Regions from separate parts of the Mus musculus genome. Here all the other regions are linked to region 1. Evidence: chromatin contacts called from public ChIA-PET, Hi-C and HiChIP or PLAC-seq data. All regions are on one chromosome and are shown on one strand. The core of a region is the stretch at or near the end of the contact, and the rest is flanking DNA. Distances in the headings are between cores, read along the strand shown. Region 1 has its middle 56 kb from the start of Edn1. Region 2 has its middle 11 kb from the start of Gm28707. Region 3 overlaps Hivep1 (human immunodeficiency virus type I enhancer binding protein 1). Region 4 overlaps Hivep1 (human immunodeficiency virus type I enhancer binding protein 1).

Region 1 (6,772 bases), core at 2,277-4,776:
AATGCTTTTATTATTGGGAGGTGGGAGAAGTACCAACTTTCTTAATTAAGTAAAATTTCATCTATTAACGTGAAGCTCATTCTAACTGATGAACACACACAAAGAACACTGTGCATAAGAATCCCCAGTATCTTCATGAGCTGCAGCCATTATGAGCTACGTGAAGATTTTTTTTTTTTAAATAAAAGAATGTTGCTTATAGCCTTAAGAGCAGCAAGAGAGCAAGAGGGTCAACAGAATGTTCTTGGAAAGGCTGCCTGAAAACTTGCCCGCTTTTCTCTGGTCTCATTAGTGGAAGGAACGGACAGGTCACTTTCAGAAGGATTAAAGGGTCAGGGAGTTTAGTGAAGGGAAGTCCCTGAGGCCTTTAGAAAGAACATGGGCTATAGTACAATCTGGGAGCTAATCCTTTGGGTAAAACCTGACAGATTTGGGAAAGCTGTTTCTTTTTTTCTTTTTGGTCTTTAGCGAGACAATTTCCCATTATGAACAGATCTCAGATTGCCTTCATCTTTATCCCAAGTTGCAAGACTGGCTGCTCTTGTCTTCTCCGCTGCACACTCCCTCCTGGGCATTGCATTCACAAGTCTTGTCGCCCCTGCCACCACCCCCACCCCAACTGTCCCTATGCTAGCCTTTTCTGACCAGAAGTATCTTTGCTTGGTTTCCTCTCCTCTTACCCTCATCTACAATTATCCAAACTTCCACTACTTCAACCCGCTTTCAGGGGTGGTCTTGGATAAGACTGACTTACAGAATGCCAGGGTTTTGTTCGTTTGTTGGGGGAAGGGGAGGGCGGGGTTTTGCTATGCAGGCTGATACTGACTTGACACTCTCTACATCCTCCAGACTGGTTTCAAACGTGTAGCAATCCTGCCTCGGCCTCCCAAGTGCTGGGATTACAGTTGTGAGCCACCACTCCTGGCATCAGAATGTTTATACTAAAGAGGATCTTTGCAGTCATCTGGTCTACCTGTTTTTTGTTTGTTTTGCTTTGTTTTGTTTTGTTTTTTTTTTTTTCCTCCATAAAGAACAGAAATTGTGGAAACTCCCAAAGTTGCTGACAGAGCCATGATAGCTCAGGACTAATTCTGTATTTTCTCTTAATAATGACTGTAAAGTCCTGACAACCTAATCTCTAACAAACTAAGGTAAAGGTACTGTTATTCCTCAGATTTCCTTGGAATCTAACAATTGGTTCCAAGACCCCTGCAGATTAAGTTTCCACCATAAAAAGGAGTAATGTTTGCACAGGGCCTATACATATCCTCTCATACACTTTATGGATTTGTAAGGTTTATTTTGTGTGTCTGTCTGTCTGTCTGTATGTATGTATGCCTGAGGAGGCTAGAAGAAGGTGTCAGTTCTGTATCTGAAGTCACAGATGATTGTGAGCCATCCTATATGTGTGCTAAGAACTGAACTCTGGTCTTCTGGAAGACAAATGTGCACTCTTAACTGCTGAACCATTTCTCGAGCCCCTCCTATATACTTTAAAGGCTTAGATTATCAATACTGTGTAAAAAGTTGTCATACTTAGTTATTTAGGTAATAATGACAAGAAAATATCTGTTGATTTAATTGCAGAGGCAATATATGTGTGTCCACTTGTGTGTGTGTGTGTGTGTGTGTGTGTGTGTGTGTGTGTGTGTATGAGCTCACGCTCGCACATGCACGTGTATGCCTGCACTTCCACACCACACAGAATCCAGAGTAAGATGATGGGTTTTCTGCTTTCTTGCTCTCTGCCTATGACCTTGAGGTTTGATCTAGAGCTTGGTGCTTTCTGTAGGTTGGCTGGCTAGCAAGCTCCAGGGATGTGGGTGCTAGGGCTCTTAACTTGGGGTGTTTTGCATATGTTACAAGCCACATTCTCAGAAATTCAGAGGTATTTTTTAAATACATATTTGATGTATATCTGGCTGCATCTGGAGATGTGGAAACCACGCCCACAGGAAGTTGACTCCCTACAGGGCTTCACACCCATGGGCAATTGGCCAATGGTGGTATGATGCCAGTTCAGGGAGACCCAGTATATGAGTGTGTGGAAAATGAAGGAGGGTGGGAACATGCTTTGCATGCAGAGCCCCCATGACCCTGGCTCATGCTTGTGGCTGGAGGTATCAAAGGGGAAATGGGCTATTTCCTACTTCGGGATCAATGTCACAAGGTCACCCTCATTTTGCTCATCTCTGTATTCTTTGAATGATTGCTCACTGGGGGACTGAAGGGACACTGTACCACTGTAGATTTGATACAAGATTTACATAAACACCATTGAAAAGGGAACTGTGTCTTGCCGTGCCTCTGACCCTCTTCCTATCCTGGAAGCTCATTTTATGGCTTGTGCTTCGAGGTGATTAGTCACAGGGCTAAGGATTCCACACAGATGTTCGGATCATGGTTTGGAAGCTGGGCTTAGTGACACGGAATGCACTCTCTGTGTGCTGCACCCTGGTTGCAGTTGGAAAAGCCTCCTGATATCAAACTTTAGAATAAAGCACCACCTTGTGGTCTAAAGCATTTATTAAAGTGGAAGAATTGAAGACCTGAACCTGGAAATGCTCCCTCAGCTGGTGGTAAGGAAGCCAGGATCCAAAAACAGAATCTCAGACTAAGCAGAAGCCCCCATGGGAACTTTCTATTGCTGCGGGAGACTTTTAGATCAGCTGATGGTGGCAAGCCTTTTTGTGGAGTGAGTCCCAGGTTTGGGTCATTAATTTACTTCACTCATCACACATCACGATCATTTAATCCTTTCAAAACCACAGCAAAATGGGCCCAATAACATCAATTTATAAGGGAAGAAACTGAGGCTGAGGTCACCAAATGATCCAATCACATATAAGCAGGGGGAAGGACTCGAAGGCAGGTGTCTCCAAATGACGACTCAGCTGACCCCAAGGTCAGCAGATAAGACCAAGATTAGAGACCATTCCTGGCTTCCCCCTAACCTGGGCTGCTAGAATCCTCGTTGGCACTTTCTGATAGGACTTGAAGTTGCCTGCTCTTCAACATTGCATTGACCAAGAAGGTTCCAGACTTACAGAGGGGCAATTCACTGGTACCCCACCACTTTTTGAGACAGTCTGAAGAGAGGAGAAAGTTCTTGTTTGGGGAGATGTGCAAGAGTACATGGGGCCATCATCATCTCATACGCAAACAAAACCAAAAAGTATTATTTGACAAATATTCACTGGGAGAGTTAGAGTGTTTATTCTAAGCAAGATAGATTCTTTAACAGGTAGTTATTTTATTTTATTATGTAGGCTGCTTAGGAAGAAGACTGGATATATCTGTCTGACTAACATGTAAGGTAAGCCATAGCAATCTGAGTCAATCCAAGGGACAGCTTGTACATTATATATCTTGTGACATTGCTCATATCCTTGGCTATGTCACTTTGCCAGTGGGATACCATTATGTCACTTGAGGGCCAGGAAACCCACGACAAGGATGGTGACACTGACACAGGGCCCATCGAAACGGATGGAAAGAGTGAGTCTCAGCTGTCTCAGTTCTAGTCCGTTCCACGCAGACTTCCTTTCTGTTCGCAACGGAGTCTGCTGCTAATTTTAGTAAGGAGATCACTTGCCTACAGTCAGTCTCATTTGATAACATTTCTAGGAACAATGGTTTGCAGGACTTGGAATCTACTTTTTCCAGAGGAGGCTAATTCACGGAGTTTAAGGAGGGATGAAGCTATATGGTAGGAAGTCCCCTGCCAGAGACCAAAAAAGAAAGTGAAAAGCTTTTCTAAAGTACATGAGAAGAGGAAGCATCTCGCATCACGTGGATTGCCTTCCTTTGGAAGAAAGGCTAGTATGTGAGAACTTTGGCCTAGTGTTTTTTTCAAAGCTGCTCTTGCCTTCTTTAATTCCTGTGCTTTTCTTTCCGGTCTCTTAGTTTAGTTTTCAAGTTTTTTCCTATTATTTTTTGTTATTATTATTTGTGTGTGGGCAGGGGATACACATGTGTGTGCATAGATTTGTGTGTGTGTCTGCAGGTGTCCTTGCCTGTGCATGTGTGTGGAGGCCACAGGTCAACAGCAGGTGTCTTCTGCACTCACTCACTCTCCACCTTTTGTTAGTTAGTTTTTGAGACAGGAGCTTGCTGGAACAGCTAGACTAGGAGTCAAAAAGGCCCCTCAGATCTGCCTGGCTTTCTAATCCCTCGCAGACAGGCCTGGGGTTACAGATACACATAGCTGTGCTTGGTTGTTTCCATGGGTTCGGGGGCTCTGAACTCAGGCAACAATCCCACCGAGTCATCTCCACATCCACAAGCAGGCTTTATCATTTTCGAAAGCAGGATTTCATAAAAATAATATTGTGTAAGTCTTTGTGAATATATTCTGCCTTTGGGGGTGACAGAAATGTTTCTTGACAAGTTTCTCACTGAATGGTAGAGAAGTACCCCTCATTCATTCTAGGGCCATAAAACTTATTTCTGAGCTTTAAACAGAAAGAAGGAAACTTCTCCTTCTGGGGATTGTGTGTGTGTGTGTGTGTGAGATAAATAGCATAATCGATTTTAATGCACACTTTATGATTCCAGTTAATGAGTATTTGCATGCCAGCTCCTAATTTAATAAACTAGATTTGCCTTTCTCAAAGTATGGCTTTTTATATAAATTTGCTTTCTCCAAAATGTTAGATAAGGAGGTTGGACTTGGGGTAGGAGCAGGTTCCAAAACCAGTAGCTCCTGCTGTGGGTGAACCCGGGAAGCTTCCTAAGTATGGTTCTTGGCTCAAAATAGAATGCTCCATTCTTAGATTATAAAGAGCTTTTCAGGTAGGTGACAGTTCTGAAAACGTGATAACAATGTAAATCATCTACCATTGTGGGAAAGCGAGGCAGAAACTTTAAAAAGTCAGTCACATCACACCCCCACTCAAGAACATACTAAACAGATGCACATGTGTGGCTTATTTGGTTGCTGAGATCAATTTCTCTACTCTTCTGTAGTTTAGGATCCCCTTTCTAGGAAATGGTGTCACCCACGGTGGGCTTGCTCTTCCTATTTAAGAGCACTCCCCACAGACATGTCTATAGCCCAATCCATTAGAAACAATCTTCATTGAGATGCTCTTCCCAAGTTAATTCTAGGTTGTGTCAAACTGACAATTGACTCTAAATTTTTTTTTTACAAAATTATAAACAAATTTTATAACTAGATTCTTGCACAAAAAAATCACATAGCTATGAGTTAGAACTTATGGGTGATATTCAGCCAAGAGACCTTTTTTTGTGTGAATGTGACTTTCTATGGAATAAAAGAACGGACCTCACAAGTATTTTCTCGTAACATCTATTAAGTGACTGAGTCTTTCAGAGTAGGGACATCTGATAGTTTTCTGACAGTGTGAGTCTCTGTCTTTGTGTATAGATAGTATTACACTGTGCAATCAGAACTCTGAAGAATTCTTCTTCAGCTTTTTATACAGTTTCTACTTCTATGTCTTCCTTTAGGTTTTACATAAAATCTCTACTTCACAAAGTGACTTAAAGCTTAATATTTCTCAGTTTCTCAAAGACTGATATAATGAAAATAAGTTCTTGGCCCCTGAAAAACATCAAAATGCTGTGGGAAACTGTGACAATCAGCTTTAATTATCAAGTTGACAAATGTAGAATCACCTAAAAAAAAGTGTCCCAATGAAGGATTGTTTACATTGGGTGGGCCTATGGACATGTCTGTGGGGGATGCTCTGAATTAACTTAATTGGTATAGGAAGAACCAGCCCACCATGGGTGACACCATTCTCTACACAGGGCATCCTGAACTACTCAGGAGTAGAGAAACTAAGCTGAGCATAACGAAACAAGCAAGCACGTACACATTCATTCAGTTTGCTCTTGAGTGTGGGTAGGATACGATGAGCTGTTTGACGTTCTTCCTTGATTTCCCCACATGATAGAAATAAATCCCCTTCCCCTTAGGTTGCTTTTGTTAGTATTTTCCACTTTCTCTTCTCTTCTCTTCTCTTCTCTTCTCTTCTCTTCTCTTCTCTTCTCTTCTCTTCTCTTCTCTTCTCTTCTCTTCTCTTCCCTTCCCTTCCCTTCCCTTCCCTTCCCTTCCCTTCCCTTCCCTTCCCTTCCCTTCCCTTCCCTTCCCTTCCCTTCCCTTCCCTTCCCTTCCCTTCCCTTCCCTTCCCTTCCCTTCCCTTCCCTTCCCTCCCCTCCCCTCCCCTCCCCTCCCCTCCCCTCCCCTCCTCTCTTCTCTTCTCTTCTCTTCTCTTCTCTTCTCTTCTCTTCTCTTCTCTTCTTTCTCTTCTCTTCTCTTCTTTTCTTTTCTTGTTTATCACAGCAACAGAAATGAAACTAGAACAGAAACCAAGTCATATGTACAACTGTTTCTTCTTTACTGGACTTTCAAGGATGGAAATTTCAGCTGGAAGGGGTGTTGTAACCTACTGGAATAGTACATCTGTTCCATAACAAGATCAGTCCATGTCAAGGCCCTCTATTTTACAGAGGAAGTGGAAGCTTCCCACTTAGCTCCCACTCAAGTAGAGGTAGTAGTCAGACCCATGGGAAAGTAAGTGTCACAGACTCAATGACTTCTGGAGAAGTGCAATAGAGACACAATAATCACTTCTGAGACCAGTGACACTAATAATCTAGCCACTTCATATCATTTTCTCACCTTCTAAAGGCTACACACACACAAACACACACACACACACACACACACACCCCTCTCACATAATGTATCTTAATTATGGTTCTACTGCATCTGGTCCTCCCAATTCCTCTCCTCCTCCACTTC
Region 2 (6,772 bases), core at 1,781-4,280, 210 kb before region 1:
ATGAAGTAACTTTAAATATGCTTATTGGTGTGGACAAGATTCATTCATAATTTTACTCTCCTACTCTGTTATTCTTTCTAGGGTGGAAGGTACTGGATTTCTTCAGACCTTGTTAGGTGAGAAATTGTCCCCTTTTCTGCTCTTCTTTAAAGTTTTGATAAGGACTGTGATATCGGTTTAAATAACCTTTAGGTTTTATTTATGGAATAGATTTTAAACTACACACGGATTCAGCTTCCTTAAGATACAGGACTACATAAATTTCTATGTCTTCTTAGGTTTATTTTTTTTCCTCTAAAAATTAGTACATTTTTTTGCTGACACTTTCAAAAGCACTGGACTGTTTTCCTTAATGTGACAATGATCACTGTCATTTCTAAATGACAGGGAAGCTGTGCTTCCCTGTGTGATTTTGGCCTCACTGATACTATTCCCACCTTTGGTTTATTTTTAAAGGAATTATTTTTGGCTTTGTTGATGTTCTTTAAGTTAAGTTCAGTTTCTATTAACAATCTGCCTTTTATCTCACTTCCATTTTAAAAGGTGTTTCTATCTTCAAGATTGGAGCTTAATTCACTGAGTCAGTCTCCCTCATTTAATTCAGTTATTTGAACCCACGCTGTTCTATGTACCATGTTAACCATACTTATAAGATGCTATGTGTGCTGCCTAGTTTTATGTCAATTTGATGCAAACTATGACAGGAGAGAGCCTTGACTGTGAAAATGTCTCCATAAGATCAGGCTGTAGGCAAGCCTGTAAGGCATTTTCTTAATTTGTGATTGATGTGGGAGGGCCCAGCTATTGTGGATGGTGCCTTTCCTGGGTTGTCTATCCTGAGTTCTATAAGAAATGGAGCTGAGCAAGCCATGGAGAGTAAGCCATAGAGAGCAAGCCAGCATCCCTCCATGGCCTCTGCATCAAGTCCTGCCTCTACATTCCTGTCGTATTTGGGTTCCTGTCCTGACATTCTTAAGTGATGGATTCTGGATTTGGAAGTTTAAGTCAAATAAACCCTTCCCACCCCAAGTTGCTTTGGTGGTGGTATTCCATCACAGCACTAGTAACCCCAGCTAAGACGATATGTAACACCTTATTTTCCTTTTCTAACTTTCTTTGCAGTGTCATCAGGATTAAGGTGCCATTTTGAACTAATCTAATAGATTTGCTTTGTAATCTCAAACATATAAGGCTTTCTTGTTTTGCTTTTCTATTTTGAGGGTTTTGTTACCATTTGCTTACATGGAGTCAGAGAAGGCTCCATCCAAATCTGTCAAGTCTGACCTTGTGACTTGTGTTTGAAGGAGAGTCCTGCACCAGATCATTGGCGTTGCACATCAAATCCTGCTCTCTCGTTGTTAATGTTCAGCTTTCTACAAACTGGCTGAGGTTTAGCCTATGGTCCTATTATGAAGAGATAGGCTAAAAACAAAACAAACAAGCAAACAAAAATCCTTCAGTATGGTAGGAGATTAGCTTGTTTTTCAGAGTTCTGCTAACTTTGTTTACGTACGTTAAGGCAATATTGAATGGTGGGTTTAAATTTTAGTTTCTTCCTAGTTAATGACAATTTTATCATTGAAGTGTACCATTTCATACCTAGTAAGAAGAATACATATTTTCCTTAAATAGTAATTTGATAGACAAGGACCTAGAAACACTGGTTTGGGGGAGCTGACAGTTGTATAGCATTTTTTTAATCATTTCATTTTTAGTAACAGAATGTGTACCCCTTATTTCAGATGTCTGACTTAACCTGCTCACTGCCCCATGTTATTGAGATGGACGTCTTTATCTTTTAATAGGGCTAGTCATTGGGCATACATTGGGAAGCAGTTAATGCTTTGTTCTAAAATCTCCATCCTACTGAGTGCTGCATGAATTGCCTTATCTACTTCCTGTTGCTTTTTAACCATTGTTGATTTCCCTTCTTCCTGACTGGGTCTTCGATTCATCCTTCGGTTTCCCCTCCACTACATTGAAAGAGTGATAAATTCATTGATTATCGTTACAGTGGTTAGTCTCAAGAAACAAACAAGGAGTACTAACTTATCCAAGTCTAGAACCAATCAATCACTTTTCTTTAAGGGAAATGTATGAAATTAGAACACTCTCACTCCACTTGTCTTATTTTAAGAATCGTTGCTTTTGGTTACTATGTGTTTCTGTAATAGGTTTAAATGTGCTCAGAAATTACACTGAAGTTGCAGGTTAAAGGGTTTTTTGTTTTTTTGGTTTTTTTCCTCTTCTATTGTTTCCTGCAGTAAACAGAGAAGTGGGTGATTAAAAAAGGGATTTCCTGTATTGTTCCATCTTAGTTGCCGTTTTTTAAACCAACAACTCATTTCAGAAATTTGTTATTGTTTTCATTGGCCGTGCCCTATCGTTGATGGTCTTTATGGGTTTCTTAGAAACTCCACTATATAAAACAGAAAGCCAGTATTTCTCTCATTGGCTGCTTAGCCCTTTGCTTGCATTATTTTTCAATTTCTCCCATCATGTTCTAGATCCTGGTTTTTTTTTGTTTTTTGTTTTTTGTTTTTTTTTCTGCTTAGTTAGTCTTGTGACTTGCTTTGACCAACGATCTTATAATCAGGCTCACTTTTTAACAGGTAGTGACTATAGCAGGATATGAGACGATCCCAGTGAAGCTGTCTTAGGCCAGCCAGGCCCAGCCAAACTCACAGCCAACCAGATACACATGTGAACCCAGTAGAGACCACAAGTGCCTTCGTGATTGTAGGCTAAGCAAACGATTATTATTTTAGGCTACTGCTAACTGTTAAGTCCTTCCTTATTCAGAACTTTTACTGTCAGGAAAAAAAAAGGAGAAAGGAAAAGCTTAGATGTTTTTCAGTTTTGTCAGATTAGAATTCTAGCAATCCAGAATAGTGCAGGGGGGAGGGGTGCTAGGGGGAGAGAGGCAATGACATGTGTGTCACCAACATGCTAAAGTTGTCCTGTACTAGTGGATCTTTTTCTTAAACAGTAATTCTTGGGGGAAAATGCGACAGCATTTTAAATCATTAGTGAGTCACCATGGTGGTTTCATTTTGTGGGATATTGCTAGTCATACTCTTGGTTTATTTAACGTCAAGTTCTTGTTGGGCAAAGCAGTTACCAATTATAACACTAAAACTGCAGAAAAACATGATTTATTTACAGCTCTCAGGGGTTTCTGCATACATACAGCAGACGCTTTTATGTATTAGTAACCTGTATAGGAGGAATTTAGACTATGTGCTGGAAGGACCTGGATTGGTCTCATTTTTAAGCAGGAGGAAGAAGCTCCAGGCAATGGTGCCTTACAACTTCAGGGGGATGGGGAGAGTGAGGAGTAAAAAAATGGAAGCAAATACTTTAAGTATAAAACCGAGAGAGAGTCTAGAAAAAGGAATGAAAGAAATGGGGTGGGGGTGGAGGTAGGGGTCGGGGTTAGGGAAGTGTTTGTGTGATGTTTTGGTCCTGTTGAAGGAAGGAAGTTACATATTATGTTAGTCATCTTTAGCTTTGCCTGGATAGAATAAAATCAGAAGAAATTGACATTAAGTAAGGACTGAGGTTTGCCTGCATTCAAAATAAATTCCTAATTGGCCTCATTGTACCAGTCTACAAAATCATAAAATACATTCCATTAGCATTATCCAGTACAACATTAACTCTACACACATCTTAATGGTATTTTTGACATTTCTAAAGGTGCAATTTAAGTCAACATTTACATTAAGAACATTTATGATATAGCTAAAGGAAGAACCACTTAGCTAAAATAATGATCAACATAACAGTTTTCCCCCAGAGACCATATCTAGGTATAGAAAGTATCACTATGTCTGCATAAATATTAACGATAAAGTTTAATAAAATTTTCTGTGTGACTCTGTCCTCAACCTTGACCTATTTTTTTTTCTTTTGAATGACAGGTCTATTATTAAAGAATGTCAAGTTAAAATGTTGTCATTTTACATTAAATGTAGATTCCCTGACCTTCCTTATTTCTTCCCTCATTATCATTGTCCTGTGAACTAAGAAAGAGAAGAAGTCTATCACCAGGCAGCAGAACGGGTGAAACAAAGTCTACATTTGCCAGTTCTATGGTGAAGGGGCAAAAATGGCTTAACAAACACATAATTGGGCAAAGACAAATTCCTAGACTGGCTAACCTAGACACAAGCAAAATATTACACAAAGCAAATCTACCCCTCACCCCCTTTGAAATTCATACAGATAGCTTTCCCATTGGAACTGTATGCGTGTCTGCTGGCAGACAAGCACAGGTAATTGCCTCCAGGTGTTTGCCTGCAGGAAGTCATTGAAATTCAGTGCCAGCAACAGCAGCTTTCTCAGCAGCAAAATCTAACCTGCAGGAACCTCCCAGGCACAGGTACATTTCAGAATAGCAATGGCAACTGGCTGGAAGGGCCCTCGACCCACAGTGCCCAGCTTAAGAGAGAACAGACAAAAAAAAAAAAAAAAAGAGGGTGTGCTCATTAATCAAAATTTAAGGCGAAAACCAGCTGTTCCCTGGCTTTCAGGAAAGTTTTGAAAATGCTACTCTTCTTCCAGAGAAGATATAAATCATGAGCGCCATTACACTTTCCTTCAAGTTCTGCTTTCACAAGCGATCGCAAGTTAAAATAATTTCTTACTGAACACATCCTATAGGCACTGTGACTAGACTAGATACTGCCGGACATTCAATTAAAGACGCCAGATGAACCAGTAGCCTTTAAATAAATTCTCCCGCTCAGATGAGAATACACATTTTGAAAGGCACAAAGTTACAAATGCGCACTAAACAAGAATATACAACGTAGTAAACGTTTCCTTGGGAGAAGCAGCTCTGAGAGAGAATCTTCAGCTAACTGTGGGAAGAGCTAAGCAGCTGCCTTCTCTAGTTGTGTTAAAAAGGATTCCAGTGGAAATTCAGGAATGGGCATCAGGGTTACCTCTGGAAGTCACACTGTGGGTGAGCTTAAGGATCGGCTAGACTTCAGGATCCCCTTTCTAGTGTCTTTGCAGCAGATCCTAGTAACTACCACAACTCACAGGTTGACTTCCTGGAGACAGACACCCAACAGGGCTCTACAACCAGGAAGACTGAACTTAAAACTCTGTGCTGAACATGTCATGTTTTTTTTGTTCCTCTGTGATCTGGAACATTGTGACACCACACACACACACACACACACACACACACACACACACACACCAAGCAGAAGTCTTTCTGGGTAATCTGATCAGCCCACGAGAACAGATCTGAAACTAGGACAAAGAAAGACTTCAGAAGAAGCATAAACCAGGCCAGCTTGGAGGGAACTCCCTGGTCAGTGCTGACCAGCTGCCCATCAGTAAAGAAGGTTCTAACAAGTCAGCTTTTGGGGTGCTGTTCCTAGGGAGATGAGGGTTATCTGGGTCTCAAACAAGAGGAAACGAACCAGTGAAACAGCAGCAGGACCAAGCAGTTCAAGGAGGACACGTAAAAATGAAAAAACGGCCAGTAATATACTACAATAAGATGTATATAGGGAGAAGATAAGAAAAGGGGTTTTAGAAAAATATTTCGAGGGGAAGAGTTCTTAGATATTAAAAATTGAACTGTGGAAATGGATAAAAATGAAGGAAAATATTAGAAGACACTGCAAAGAGACAAAGTCTAGAGCTAAGATGAAAGGATGGACCATCCAGAGACTGCCCCACCTGGGGGTCCATCCCATAATCAGCCACCAAATGCAGACACTATTGCATACGCCAGCAAGATTTTGCTGACAGGACCCTGATATCGCTGTCTCTTGTGAGGCTATGCCGGTGCCTGACAAACACAGAAGTGGATGCTCACAGTCAGCTAATGGATGGAACACAGGGCCCCCAATGGAGGAACTAGAGAAAGTACCCAAGAGCTGAAGGGGTCTGCAACCCTATAGGTGGAACAACAATATGGACTAACCAGTATCCCCAGAGCTGTCTCTAGCTGCATATGTAGCAGAAGATGGCCTAGTCAGCCATCACTGGGAAGAGAGGCCTCTTGGTCTTGCAAACTTTATATGCCTCAGTACAGGGCAGGTATAGGGGACTTTTGGGATAGCATTTGAAATGTAAATGAAGAAAATATCCAATAAAAAAAAGCAAAAAAAAAAAAAAAGAAGAAGAAGAGGAAGAAGAAGAAGAAGAAGAAGAAGAAGAAGAAGAAGAAGAAGAAGACACTGCAGAGAAAAAACCTCATATGAGAAGCGAAAGTAGAAAAATATGTGATAAAAGGTTAAGGGAGAAAGTGGAGATACCTAGGTGAGATAATGGCTGAATTGTGAGTGCTTCCTGAAAGGACTCAGAAAGAGTAGATAAAAAAAATGGTGGGGGTATAACTTGAAAATATTTCTGCAAATGAAACAACACCTGATTTTAAGCCAAAATTTAACTTCAAAAGAGCCCAGAATATAGTAATAAAAATTTAGATATGTTACTGTGAAATTTAGAATATAGGGACTACAAAGAGAACTGACTCTGGGTGCTGAGGAAAAAGGCATCTCATGTGAGGAATAGAGATTCAGGGATTCAACTAGCTGGAAGCCAGAAGAACGTGGGTTTAGAGCCTTCACAATTCTGGGCCAAGAAAAGTCTTTCTGTCCTAAAATTCTCTCTCCAACCAAAGCATATGTTTAAACCTGAGCATCAAATGAAGCCACTCTCAGGTGTAAAGTTTCTAAGGGTTTTGTTTTCCATAAACCCTTTTCCTGGAGGTCACTGGAGGGTGGGCACACCCAAAACAAGGGAA
Region 3 (6,772 bases), core at 2,491-4,990, 170 kb before region 1:
TCAAGGTTGTTCTTGGTTGTTGTGTGTTCAAGGTTGTTCTAGCACTTGGGCAGGTACACATTTTATAGTACAGACATTCAGAGGATGTCTGACTCTGAGAACTGGGTTCAGAGCTCTGTCATCAAGTAAAGCCAGGAAGCCCTGGCTGCAGGAGGAGGGTAGTATTAGTCACACTTGGACTTGACTTGGGTGCTGTCTAGCTTCGTCAGCTTAACAGTGAGCATCTGGCTGTCAGTTGTGTTCTGTGGTGAGGTGCAGTAGTCAGGTATGAGTCTCAGAGGTGCTAAATGGTCTTTTGGGATCTGTACTTGGTGTAGCAGTGAAATTTGGAGTTGTAGTGTGTTGGTCTGGATCCCCTCAGACGGTGATATCAGTGTGCCATTTGGGATGGTGTTAGAGCAATAATTAACTTTTCCCCTAAAGGCTTTAAAACCCATTTTTCTGGTGATTTCATCTATGAAGAAAAGTTTTTAAAAGACTTTATGATATGAAGTAGAAGTGTCAACTTTGTATTCACGGTGATTGGGGATTTTTCTTGTTTGCCCATAGTGTTGCATGAATAGCCCCTAGGACCCTGTGCCTGCCAAGAGCTATGGAGGGAGGGCATCAGAGTGTCTCTGACAAGAATTAGGGCTACAGTGAGTGTGTAGTTCAGTAAGAGGAGTAAGACAAACTCTAAATTATACCAGTTGAACTGATGACTAACTACTACACAGGAGAGACAAGGCTGCTAGCAAAGACAGTGACAGGCCATGAGCTTGCACAAGGAAGCTACTTCCCAATACCAAGAACTCTTTAGTTTTAGGTCGGTATTAAACCAGTTCTTCAGGTCTCACTTTCATAAAGCTATAGTGCATGCACGTATAATTTCCCTTCATTTGCAGATGCTGCTAGAAGCAGGGAAGCAGAGTGGAGGGAGTGAGGTGCTTGATGGGAGAGTAGCTTGCTGGATGACTCCTGGATGTAGACCAGGCTAGACCAGGCTACAGATGCTGTGTGAGGCATTCTGACCTTCTGTGCTGCTAGAATAGCCTAGAAGTACAGAGCATGTGTGAAAAGACCATGGGAATGGTAACTTGGGTAGGTTGGAGCTGTGAATGTGTTACACATGCAAGAAGTACCATCTGAGAGAATCATGCACTTAGCAAATGTATGAGAGGCTGCTGACACTCATGGTGTGGATATCGTTACTCTTAGTACAGGAAATAAGTATGTAGTATGTATGCATGCATGTATGTATGCTGGGGCTTGTACATGGTCAACAGTCATTTGAGCTCAGTCTGTAGAAATGAGAGCTGTTCATTATCTTATTGTTGTTGCTGTCTTGGAAGCAGAGCCTCACCGTGCAGCACTGGCTGATCTTGAACTCACAGAGATCTGCCCACTTCTGCCTCTGCCTCCCTGGTGCTAGGATTGAAGGTGTCTGCCACCATGCCTGGCTTGCTTATTCTGAAATTATTTGAAAATAAAGTTGGAGTATACTTTTCAGTAAAATAACAGGCTAATTGATATAAAAATGTCCTAGTTTAGGCTATTATTTTACCCTGCCAGAGGTGCTTCTGTGAGTGAAAACCAGGAGACATTTAAGTAGTGCCTTTCTTCTTAGATTTCTGGGGGGACTGGCAGTATTTTTAATAAAAATAGTATCCTACTTTTAATGAGGCACAGAGAAGAGGTGAGAGTGGCCAGGTCTCATTAGCAAATCCAGGCCCATGGGCCCCTTTGCTTGGCGTGAGTCCTTAGACCTGTGCAAATATAGCTGGAGAGCGGTTTCCAAAATCTTGTAAAGTTACTCTTCTTTTTAACATTTGCAATTTCATAATGAGTCTTAATCCTACATAAATACCACACTCAGGGCAGGAGCTTTTTTTGTAAGTCATGTTGAACTTTAACTGAGGGGTTGTTTAGGAGAGGAAGTGAGGAAACTCACCTCCTGCTGTAGGGCTGGACCTACAGAGACAAGACCGCAAGTTGGGAAGCGGAGAACGTCTTGTACCTGTACAGAGCATGTCCTCAGGCTTGGAGAAGCAGAACTTGGCAGATACAAAAACAGAAGATCCTTTTTTTTAGTTGATAAAGTTAGTACTAAATGTATGTAGTTTATTTTATTGCATAAGTTAATTGCAAACTGGCCTGGAGAGATGGCTCAGTGGGTAAGAGCACTGACTGCTCTTCCGAAGGTCATGAGTTCAAATCCCAGCAACCATATGGTGGCTCACAACCATCCGTAACAAGATCTGATGCCCTTTTCTCGGGTGTCTGAAGACAGCTACAGTGTACTTACATATAATAAATAAATAAATCTTTTTTTTAAAGTTAATTGCAAACTAACCATAAAGTAACACAAATAAGAAAATTACTCTCTTACTTAAAATGTAGAAATCAGAATAGTGTGAAAATAATTTTTATTTCCCAAAATAAAAATTCCTATTTTTTAAAGATTATTTATAATTTATGTGTGTTGCCTGGTTGACTGTATGTGTACCCTGAGTGCCCCTAGGGGCAGAAGAGGGTTTGGTACTCCTGGAACTGGAGTCTACCAGTGTTGTGTGACGCCGTGTGGGTGCTAGGAACTGAGTCTGGATCCTCCGTAAGAACTGCAGGTAGTCTTTCATAACCACTGGGCTTCAGCTGGAGCTTGTGATATTTTAAAGAATTAAAGTCTGCAGCTGCTGAGGTTGTGTGGAGCAGGGGTGTTTCCTTGTGCTGTTGGTGGTGTTCCTTTAAAGGATTTATATACAGGTTCCATTTCTGGAAATTTATCCCTAAGAAATAACGTAACTGAAGCTAAAGCACTATTGATTTCCACTTCAATGTTATCAGTAAGTGTGAGTACTGGGGCTGCCTTACGTACCCGTAATGGAGAGAAGCACACGGGTCTGTGTGCTAGCTGACACGCACATGAGAACTTTGAAAAGAATGTCTTCCAGGCTCCTACGAGGATGCCCCTTAAGCTCCACTTACAAGCGTCGACTGCTTTCCTAGTGTCCAGCATCCCACAGCCTTCCACAGTCCACCTAAGACAGTGTGCTCAGGTCTGCTAGAGTCTGGAATCCCACAGCCTTCCACAGTCCACCTAAGACAGCGTGCTCAGGTCTGGCACAGCGACAGCCCAGTCCATGCTGCCAACTTATGCCTTAGTTACATTTCTGTTGCTGTGATAAAACACCACAACCAAGGAACCTTCCAGAAAGGAGGTTTACTGTGGACTTATGGTTCCAGAGGGGTGAGAGCCTGTCATCCTTGTGGCAGGGAAGGGTAGCAGCTGGCACCAGGGACAACAAGAGGAACAGCTGAGAGCTCACATCTTGAAATGCAGATGGGAAATATTGAAACTAAATGTGAAAATGGTCCAGGTCATTAACCTTTAAAACCTACCCCCACTGACATACTTCCTCCAGCAGGGCCACACCTTCTAAGCTGCCCCAGTAGGGCCACCAGCTGGGAACCAAGTATTCAAATACCAGAGCTTGGGAGACATCCCACTCAAACCACTGCATTTGCCATATGTAAAAACAGCTAGTAGATTACACACTTGTATGATTTTCATGGAAATTCTTCTGCTAGGGTAGCAACAGTATGAAGCTTTTAGCTTATTTCAGATGCATGTTGAACATTTGCCATGAGACAAATGTTCATTGGGTTTCTTCTCTGCCATATGCAGAGCTTGGTAGGTAACCTCCTGAGGGCATGTGGACGAGCACACTCGCACACACGCGCACTCGCACACACGCGCGCGCGCGCACACACACACACACACACACACACACGCCTGCGCGCGCACACACACACACACACACACACACACAGCTGTATAGCTTGATGGAACATGTTTCTCCAGCAGACTGCCTGGGACCTGGGACTTGAAGAGCGACTCTGAGCATCTGTAGATGGAACAGTGCAGACAGATGGCAGTGTGTGAGTCATGGGACAGGGGCCACAGGGCTGCTGAGGTACATATCGTGGGGATGGGAGTTTCAGAGACTTGGGGTGCAACTAGTGCAAGAGCAGTGGCAGACACACAATGGGTGAGTGGGTTATGCAGTGGATAAAAGGAAGAGCCTCTTTCACAGGAAGCTCTTTCATCTTTTAGGGTGTTACCTGCATCGTTTATCTCCTCAGAAATGCCCTATTTTCCTGGTTGCTGGGCATCTCCTGTTGTCTGCTAGTTAACAACCAAGTAAGAGATACAGTATCTGTTTGTATCCACTTCTTCCTGCTCTCACTGTTGTGGTCACCCCTATTGATCAATACTGTTTTTGTCTGTACAGTGAATTAATGTCAAAAATTAAAATTCCCTAACTCTTGGTCCATGGACCCATGCTCCTTTGTATAATTTATTGCTGTGGAAGGTTATGCTCCTTATAAACCCACTTGAACAAAACACAGTCATATGGTTGGTGAGCAAGTTTGACTGTTGGAGACTTTGCAGTCTGAACTAACTGCAGGAAGTGCTTTACTCTTTTGTTATTAAGTACTCTTGATGCCAGGAATGAAATCTGCATGATAAATTCTGCTTATTACGTTTCTCCTGAAAAGCATCCTGGGTAAGAGGCTATGGAACATGGCAGTGTGGGGCAGATAATTCCTACCTGAAGACTCAGTGTCTGTAACGTGCTGGTCTGTGATAGCTCCCTTGTGAAGGCAGAAGCTACTGGCTGTTCAGCTTCATAAGGAAACAGCATGTAGGACCATTTCTCACATGCACATTTTAATATCTGAGAACTATATTTTGGCACAGTTGCTCTCCTTTTTTATCCTGTGTGTTTATGCATTTACAGACAGTCTGGAAAGGGCCATGGATTTTACAACAAGCAAAACCAGTGAAGCTTCCCCTCATGGTTCCCAGTGCCAGCAAGGACAAAGATGAACTGTGGGCACTGGCAAGTAGCTTGCCTCTCCCCCTTTGCCTCTGTTGGATTCTGTGGAGGTGACATTTCTGCTCTGAGTATCATTGTTGATATTTTCAAATAGTTGTTGATGCATATGCCTCAGAGCCATGGTGAAGACTGAGCTGTGAAGTCCCCAGCAGGCCTCTGTCAGGAGCGAGCTCACCTGACTGTGCCCCTTCGTCCTAATGTCCATCCGAAGCTGGCTTTAACTGTGGGAGACTTGCTGTTTCTCATGCATTCCTCCATTGCTATTTGTCTCTTCTGATTTCAGCTAAAAATGAAATCAGCTATAATTTCAAAATTCTCAGAATATAGGACTGCACCTCTGTAGCTGGAAGGCTTGCTAGGCTAGGCTGCAGGAAGGAGGGGGGCTTTTGTGTGTCCTCTTCTAGCACCCCTAAGGTGGTAGGAGGCACAGACGCTCATTTGGTAAAGACGTGTGCGCAGGGGAGTAGCCCTCATCCAAAATGCTTGGGACTAGCAGTGTTTCCCGTCTCTGATTTCCCTGCACTGTGGAATATGTGACCAGCTAGTTGTACATCCCTAACTCAGTGCCAGTCTAACTGGCATTGCCTTTTTGTTCTGGACCACCTGTTTTTCCTTTACCAGTTTTCTCATTAAATATTTGCTAGTCACCTTTGGTAGAAATTTTGCCTTTTATAAACCAAAGGTCATGACCTAAAGTGAAAAAAACCAATTTATCTTATTGTCTTGAATTCCCACCAGAGCCGTGGGGAAACTGGCTTTGCAAGTAACTCTGCTTTGGGGTTAGGTGGTGGGAGTCCTGCTCCTACAGGATCCATAGCTCCTACAGGTTTTTTTTTTTTTTTTTTTTTTTCAATAAAAGTGACATTCTTTTCTTTTGCCAGTCATTCTCCTCTGGTATTCTAAATGTTCTGTCCCATCTTAATCCTCAGGCCAGCTTGGCTGGATGACAGGGAGGGCTGGACAGGGAGGGCTGGACAGGGTGGCGCTGGCACAGATTTACACTAATGAAGCCGGATGAGTTGGGGCTCTTGCTTATTTATTTACTACATTTATTTTTATGTGTATAGGTGTCTTGTGTGCACATGTGTCTGTGTGTTCCTGGTGCATGCTTTTACAGCTCCCCTAGGCTTGGAGTCAGATAGAGATGGTTGTGAGGTGCCATGTGGGTGCTGGGAATCTAACCCAGTCATCTGGAAGAGTAGCCACTATTCTTAACCAGTGCGCTTCCCTACCAAGCTGAGCCGAGCTGGCTCTTCAGTTTCTTAACCAGTACGCTTCCCTACTGAGCCGTCTCTTCAGTTTCTGGCTCAGGATTCTCGATTGCAAACTCTCTGGACCTTTAAACTCAGGGACAGAATTTGTGGAAAAATACCAATTTCTGCCGCAGTGTCCCCCTTACAAGTGGGTCTCTGTGTTTAAAGATAGTAACAAGAAGCTTTGCAGCTGATACAAGCGAGATCATTGCTAAGATTCGTTACTAAGGAGTAGCGAGGGTACTGGGCAGAGAGTACTTAGGGAGGGAGCACCAGAGCACTAAGCCTGGCATGTGCCTGGCCTGGCTCTGCTGCTTGGAGATGAGGGGAGACAGCTTGGCTTGACTGACTGTGCGTCTTGTCTAGCAGTGGAGTCTCTGTCTGTGAGGAGAGAATCCTGTTGTGGTTAGATTTTTGGCTGCACCACTTACACACCCGCCCAGGAGCTATCTCGGATCCGTGAATGGAGAACACACACACACACACACACACACACACACACACACACACACACACACAGAGTTAATTTTAAAATGCCTTGGCTACCTCATAAGCTGGGTACTCCTAAACCTTCCCATGCTATCCCAGGCTCAGTCAGGGAAGTGGCCAGTGGCCACTTATCTGAAAAGCTTACCCTCA
Region 4 (6,772 bases), core at 2,168-4,667, 150 kb before region 1:
TGTTCCACCAGACCACACTACCTACCCCAAGCTCAGGGTTACTTCATCCAGCACCCTAGCAGGAGAAAACCATGGTGAGACTTCAAATTCCAGCTCTGCCTACCCTGTCAGTGTGCTACAGTGTTAAGAATTGCTACCCTCACGTGTGAATGAGGAGAGCATTGCCGTCTGCCACTTGTGGGCACTAGAAAGATTAAAGCTGTCTGTGGGGCTGGCAGGTAAAGCCTGGCACTGGTTGCCTTTGTTTCTGGGCTTATTCGGTTCTTGCTCTTCACCTGTCCCCCACCCCATAACTTCTGGTCTTACTCTCGGATTTCCATTTGCTCTGAAGAACAGTTTGTTCCTCGTGAGGCCTGGAGGGATGGGCTGACTCATTCAGTAATATATTTGAATATTTGGCCCTTACTTGTTCATCTGTGTGTTTATGTCACAACTTAATACAATTTTCAGGTTTTTTTTTTTTTAGAAATAATTAAATATTTTTATTTTATAATTCTTTAAGATATTTCTGGAGTAGAATCTAGAAAGAAAAATACTGCTAAGGAAACTAGCTTTTATATTGGGTTTCTCCCCACCAATAAGTATCCACTTAAAATTTATGGCTTATGCTGCTTTTTAGAAGTAAATTAAGTACTAACATTTAAGACAGGCTTCACTATGTAGTCTAGACTATCCTGGGACTGACTGACACTTGTGACCTGCCTGCCTCACCTGTGTAAGTCCACATCTGGCTTATTTTTAATTTTGTATTTTCTTTGTGTATGCATATATATGTATATACAAACATATAGGCTATGTTTATAGGTAAAATGTAACTGCAGTGTATGGTATCTCTCTGTGTCTCTCTCTCTCTCTCTCTCTCTCTCTCTCTCTCTCTCTCTCTCTCTGTCTCTCTCTCTCTCTCTCTGTGTTTTATATTCCATGAGGAGAAAACCTATCCAATTGCACTTATGTGCTAGGGTGCACACTCGAGCCACTGTTTCTCTCAGGCAGAGCAGAACTATGGGAAAGGGTGGAACATGATTGGATATCACTACGATTGCTAAGAGATGGAAGCCTTTGTTGTTAGAGTTTAACGTTTGTAAACTCTTGGTTAGCAGTGGCCCCCACCCCAGCCCCCCATCACACTCGCCGCAGCTGCTCTGCAGCAGTCCTAGGAGAGAGCCCCTCCCTGCGGCTTCCTGCAACCGTCCTTTCCTATAAGCTGGCCCTGACTGATAGGAGAAAGGCAGCCTCTGTTTCACAATGAGTTCAAGCCCTGTGTGGGGACTTTCCAAAAGAGAGTGGGTTACCCAGAGAGAGCTCAGCATTTGGTCCGTCTATCGCAGGCAGGCCTCTAGGCTGAGAACAGAGTTTGGAAACTCCTGGCGCTGGTTTGTGCCTAGCTTGGGATTAAAAACCAATGTCGTTCAGGTGGAACAGGAGCGAGGCTTATCCATGACAGAGTAAACTCACCTAGTTTATATTGATTACTGAAGACGTGCCTAAGAAGCGCAGGAAGTCTCTGAAAGGGCTTCAGATGGCTTTTGTAGCACATGCATTGCCACCGTTGAAGGTTCTAATCTATAAAATATGAGATCTTTTTATAAAATGCCCATTGTATATGAAGTAAGTACAGTTATCTGATGTCTGTGCACAGGGCATTATTTGATGAGGCTTTTTTTTTTTTTTTTTTTGAGACAGGGTTTCTCTGTATAGCCCTGGCTGTCCTGGAACCAGGCTGGCCTCGAACTCAGAAATCCGCCTGCCTCTGCCTCCCAAGTGCTGGAATTAAAGGTGTGTGCCACCACGCCTGGCTATTTGATGAGTTTTAAAAAGTTAGCATTTCTGAAGGTGGTGGCAGGTGCTAATACTAATTGTGTGTCTCCTGTAGTCCATCCATGGTCTCAGACATCAGAACTGCCTTTTGAGATGAACCTAAGATGTCTTTCTTTGTCAAGAACCAGAAATGAGCCTCAGATCGTCCTTGTCACACTCACTGTATTATGTCGTCTCAGCTTGCTCCCTCCTCTTGTTCTTTAGCTCAACACAAGGGATTCCTCCCCGGTGGGTCACTTGGTGGCCCTCTAGGCCCCAGTGCTGTGATGTAGCCAGTGCTGTGATGTAGCCGGTGCTGTGATGCAGCCGGTGCTGTGATGCAGCCGGTGCTGTGATGCAGCCGGTGCTGTGATGCAGCCGGTGCTGTGATGCAGCCGGTGCTGTGATGCAGCCGGTGCTGTGATGCAGCCGGTGCTGTGATGCAGCCGGTGCTGTGATGCAGCCGGTGCTGTGATGCAGCCGGTGCTGTGATGCAGCCGGTGCTGTGATGCAGCCGGTGCTGTGATGCAGCCGGTGCTGTGATGCAGCCGGTGCTGTGATGCAGCCGGTGCTGTGATGCAGCCGGTGCTGTGATGCAGCCGGTGCTGTGATGCAGCCGGTGCTGTGATGCAGCCGGTGCTGTGATGCAGCCGGTGCTGTGATGCAGCCGGTGCTGTGATGCAGCCGGTGCTGTGATGCAGCCGGTGCTGTGATGCAGCCGGTGCTGTGATGCAGCCGGTGCTGTGATGCAGCCGGTGCTGTGATGCAGCCGGTGCTGTGATGCAGCCGGTGCTGTGATGCAGCCGGTGCTGTGATGCAGCCGGTGCTGTGATGCAGCCGGTGCTGTGATGCAGCCGGTGCTGTGATGCAGCCGGTGCTGTGATGCAGCCGGTGCTGTGATGCAGCCGGTGCTGTGATGCAGCCGGTGCTGTGATGTAGCCGGTGCTGTGATGTAGCCGGTGCTGTGATGTAGCCGGTGCTGTGATGTAGCCGGTGCTGTGATGTAGCCGGTGCTGTGATGTAGCCGGTGCTGTGATGTAGCCAGTGCTGTGATGTAGCCAGTGCTGTGATGTAGCCAGTGCTGTGATGTAGCCAGTGCTGTGATGTGCCATTGGTGTTGAAGTGGCTGGGAGTGTTGCCCTAAGACCTGGGCTTAGAACTTGACCTCGAGGGGTGAAGTAAAGATCTCGTTACCACATCTTTGAAAAAAATTGTGGTTTTCATTATTAGAAAAACTGCATTTCCTGTAGCTGGATTAAATGCCTTTATATTTTGCAGCTTTAAGGATTTCATTTTAAACTACATGTGTATTTACATGCCGGTTTGTGGATATGTGTATAGGTGTGCAGATGCCCAAGTGGGTAAGAGCCGTCAGATGCCCTCGAACTGGATTTACAGATGACGGTGAGCCTCCTGACATGAGTGCTAGGAACCAACCTCAGGTCTTCTGCAAGTGTTCTGTGCTCTCAACCACTGAGCCCGCCCACCCGACTCCAGCACCCGCCCCGCAGACCAGGAGACTTTCCGTGCAGCTGCTTTAGTCCACATGTCCTCAGAGGTGGCAAGGGAGGCAGTCTCTGCAGTGACCTATTTCCCTTGGTGTTTCAGAACGGAGTGTGAGAGACAAGGGGCATGGCTTGTTACTGATCTCTACTGTGGTGTGTGGACAGGACTGTTTGGTGCTCTGTCTAGTCAAATTGTACTGAGTCTTAAAAAAAATTGTATTCTTACTGACAGTTTCTGGTTCACTGGAAAGTTGTGTTTCCTGTTGTAAGGTTTGTGGAAGGTCAGAGCAGCAGCAGCAGTAGACAGAGGTGAACAGTGAGGAGAAGAGGCCCATGGGAAGGGGAAGCACCAAGTTCAGTGAGTTCGCCATGCTGCGTGCTGACAGAGCATACAGTGCCTGCCTGTCTCCTGTGGAGAGACCAGCAGAGGAGTCCCAAGCCCTCCCTCACTAGGCACTGGCTCACAGTGAAGAGGCTCTCAGGGGCTTAGAAAAGGGAGAACCTTGCCTTGACTACAGCCAGGGAGGCAGCAGGGTGCTGCAGCTGAAGGTTATGTGTGTATGTATGGAGAGAGAAGAACAACGACTTTCCTTTTGCGGCCCTATCAACTCCCCTGCGATGAGGAAGGCATGGGAGTGTAGGAGAGAAGCCGCTGTGCTGGCCCGTGGCTTTCAGCCTCAGCACAGATGCAGGGGGTGAGCATCTTGATACCAGCACACTACTTGTTGGCTATTTAAGGGCAACATTATTTTTTTCTCTGATCAAGCTTCTCACTAGAACAGTAACATTTAAGGGGCGTACATTTTCATTAACCTCACGCAGAAATGTGAGCCCCCAATGGTTAGTACCAGGAAAATGGGTCATCTTGCCTTTTCCTGTCCAAGGAGAGAGAACTGCACTTGAAAGCTAATGACTTTTGTGTTCTCATAGCTCTCAGCTCTCAGCAGTGCATAAAAAGTGCCTGTTTGGCATTCATTTACTTATCTGTCAATGTTGGTGGCAGTCTGAAGTGTTCTATAGTGTTATACTTGGTTCAGTCATTTGCCTGAGGAGCCCCTAAAAACTAGCTTGATCCGAGGGTTTGTGCTTTAGGAAGAACAGTATGATGTCCCTTGCTCCCTTCATGGCAGAAGAAATGACACTGTGTTCATCTATATTCATTGAAGAAGAATTGGAAGGTCATATACTCACAAGAATCGGTCATTCATAATAGTTCATGTATATATGTATATGTGTATATATATATATGAAGCTACATGTGCATCTATACATAAACATTTACACATATTTGTATAAATATGTACATATGTGTGTAAATGTGTAAAGTGTGCAGCACAGCTGACATGGTGTGGTATGGCACACTTTTCTGGTTTCCCACACTGTTCCTGATGACTGCTGTTTCCAGTGCTACTACAGTGGCCACATGGTGCTGTCACATGACCATAGTAACTGGCTGTAGCTAGGTGATTTCATTGTATCTGATTGACACTGTGGAACCTTTGCTATTTCCCCTCCTTTTATAGTTAACATACATGATTTACTGAGGTGCATTTTTTTTATTAAAAAAAAAATCACTTTTCTTTTCTTCTTCATTAGAATTTGAGCATTTGGGGCTGGCAGACGTTTTTGTTGTTGCTTTTAATAATATCTGTCTTGCAATAACTTCAAGGAAAAATTACCATCTTAAATACTAGATTTAGGACTGTGTTTATTTTGCCTTGGCAGAGCTGTGGGTAGAAGCGAGGCTCTCTGCACTATCAGCAGGTGAGGTAGTGCTGGCTGCATCTCCAGTTGAACACCACTCTTATTGGCCTCCGTCTTCATGCTTAATTCACGTTTTCATGATCTGGTCTCTCTGCTGGGGATACTATGTAGGGCGGGATGTGAATTTCTGCAGTGCTGCTGCCACCTAGGAGGGTGTGATATTTGATAATTATATATATCATTATAAAATCATATTTACAATGAACATTGATAACCAAAGTTACAGTATAGTATGGGATATATATTTAATAAATTGGAAAAGAAAGAACTACAACTAGAACCCTTGGTTTTTATGCTAGAGAAGTGGCTGAGTTGGTAAAGTACCTGTCAGTCAGGCACGAGACCCTAGTGCCCAGGCAGAAGAGCTAGGAATGGTAGGCAGGCAGTCAAGCCGATCCTTGGAGCTCATTGGCCCATTGGCCTAAGCGGTGGGAGCTACTGGTTCAGTGAAAGACCTTGCCTCAGAAGATACGACAAAGAGCTATTGAGGAGAAAGCATTGTCTCTGGCCTCCACATGGACAGGCATACAATGTACACAGACACACACAGACACACACACACACACACACACACACAGACACACAGACACACAGACACCCTAAAATTCTTTGCTAGTAAAATCTATTGTTTATTCATTTACTTATTTACAAATAACATTGTCTCTTTATATAACCAAGTAGGTCTCAACCTCACTGTCCTTCTAGCTTAGCCTTAGAAGTGCTGGGATTATTGTTCTAATTAAAGTAGAAGTCTGAGTGTTGTTACCTGAGGAGTTGCCACAAATCAGAAGACACAGCATGAAATTTTATTCTTTCAATCTGTCTGTCTGTCTGTCTGTCTGTCTGTCTGTCTGCCTGCCTGCCTGCCTGCCTGCCTGCTTGCCTGCCTGTCTGTCTAAAAACATGTAATGAGTAGGGCTGGAGAGATGGCTCAGAGGTTAAGAGCACTGACTGCTCTTCTGGAGGACCTGGGTTCTATTCCCAGCATCCACATGGTGGCTCACAGCCATCTGTAATTTCAGACCTATGGAATCTGATGCCCTCTTCTGGTCTCCACAGGTACTACATTCACAGGGCGCAAAGACTTGTATACAGCCAAAGCACCCATACACATAAAGTGAAAAACAAATTAAATATGTAGTATGCAGGACAAACAATCTCTAATTCTTTGGCTTGAATATTTGGTTTCTGGACTGGACTTACTTTTTGTCAAAGCTATTAAATCTCAAGAGTATAAATTGAGTTGTTTCTGTCAGCATCCTAGATTTGAGGAAAGAGATTTTACTGCAATAATTACAAGGCTTTTCTGTGCTTACAAAACAAGTTAGCCAAAATTAGAAACATGGCTGAAGTCAATGTATCAAGCTCATAAAGCCCAGAAAAAGACAAGCATCCTCTGAGACACTACTGTTCATCAGCTGGCACGGAGAGGGAACGGATGGGGTAGTGCCCCCTGGTCGGGCGCTGTGGAGCAGTTGTGCAGAGGGAGCCTTGTCACTGGCACCTTTTGTTACACACCCGACTGCTGAAGTCTCATGTGGGTTAAGAAGACTGGGCAGTAGTTCTGGGAGGTTAGATTAAACTTGGAGCAGTTTCAGGAAGATGTTACCCCTGCTACAGTATGGGTAGATGGTCCATGTGCCTGCAGACAATTTGACTCCATATTTTATTATGTACAAAAGCAAGGATGGGTGTGTACACACACA

Evidence for each region. A called contact is a pair of places that touch in the nucleus more often than the background predicts. ChIA-PET counts read pairs in DNA pulled down with a chosen protein or histone mark. HiChIP or PLAC-seq counts read pairs in DNA pulled down with a chosen protein or histone mark.
Region 2: a contact with region 1 is called in an H3K4me3 HiChIP or PLAC-seq map of bone marrow-derived macrophages, with 4 times the contacts expected there. The contact joins two enhancer-like sites. A contact is called at or near these places in 12 of 484 Hi-C or Micro-C datasets (the Ba/F3 cell line, CD4 T cells, Th1 cells and 7 more) and 7 of 115 datasets of contacts at active chromatin or transcription factors (bone marrow-derived macrophages, craniofacial prominence, double positive thymocytes and 4 more).
Region 3: a contact with region 1 is called in an RNA polymerase II ChIA-PET map of memory CD8 T cells, with 8 read pairs. The contact joins two enhancer-like sites. A contact is called at or near these places in 3 of 484 Hi-C or Micro-C datasets (bone marrow-derived dendritic cells, bone marrow-derived macrophages and epidermal suprabasal cells) and 2 of 115 datasets of contacts at active chromatin or transcription factors (memory CD8 T cells and microglia).
Region 4: a Hi-C map of bone marrow-derived macrophages shows a contact between it and region 1, with 4 times the contacts expected there. The contact joins two enhancer-like sites. A contact is called at or near these places in 4 of 484 Hi-C or Micro-C datasets (bone marrow-derived macrophages, cerebral cortex, embryonic fibroblasts and 1 more) and 4 of 115 datasets of contacts at active chromatin or transcription factors (CD8 T cells, bone marrow-derived macrophages, effector CD8 T cells and 1 more).

Annotation. Positions count from the first base shown.
Region 1 is chr13:42,242,430-42,249,201 of GRCm38.p6, forward strand. No RefSeq gene overlaps it. Among named protein-coding and RNA genes, the nearest start is that of Edn1, 56 kb to the right of the region's middle. Within about 2 kb of position 3,527, at least 78 of the 459 cell types and tissues checked have an H3K27ac peak or open chromatin away from gene starts, as enhancers often do. A contact at or near this core is called in CD8 T cells, bone marrow-derived macrophages, effector CD8 T cells and 1 more, where this site is marked.
Region 2 is chr13:42,032,396-42,039,167 of GRCm38.p6, forward strand. No RefSeq gene overlaps it. Among named protein-coding and RNA genes, the nearest start is that of Gm28707, 11 kb to the right of the region's middle. Within about 2 kb of position 3,031, at least 8 of the 459 cell types and tissues checked have an H3K27ac peak or open chromatin away from gene starts, as enhancers often do. A contact at or near this core is called in bone marrow-derived macrophages, where this site is marked.
Region 3 is chr13:42,073,846-42,080,617 of GRCm38.p6, forward strand. The region is part of intron 2 of Hivep1 (human immunodeficiency virus type I enhancer binding protein 1); the gene reads left to right. Among named protein-coding and RNA genes, the nearest start is that of Hivep1, 25 kb to the left of the region's middle. Within about 2 kb of position 3,741, at least 26 of the 459 cell types and tissues checked have an H3K27ac peak or open chromatin away from gene starts, as enhancers often do. A contact at or near this core is called in memory CD8 T cells, where this site is marked.
Region 4 is chr13:42,092,609-42,099,380 of GRCm38.p6, forward strand. The region is part of intron 2 of Hivep1 (human immunodeficiency virus type I enhancer binding protein 1); the gene reads left to right. Among named protein-coding and RNA genes, the nearest start is that of Hivep1, 44 kb to the left of the region's middle. Within about 2 kb of position 3,418, at least 114 of the 459 cell types and tissues checked have an H3K27ac peak or open chromatin away from gene starts, as enhancers often do. A contact at or near this core is called in CD8 T cells, bone marrow-derived macrophages, effector CD8 T cells and 1 more, where this site is marked.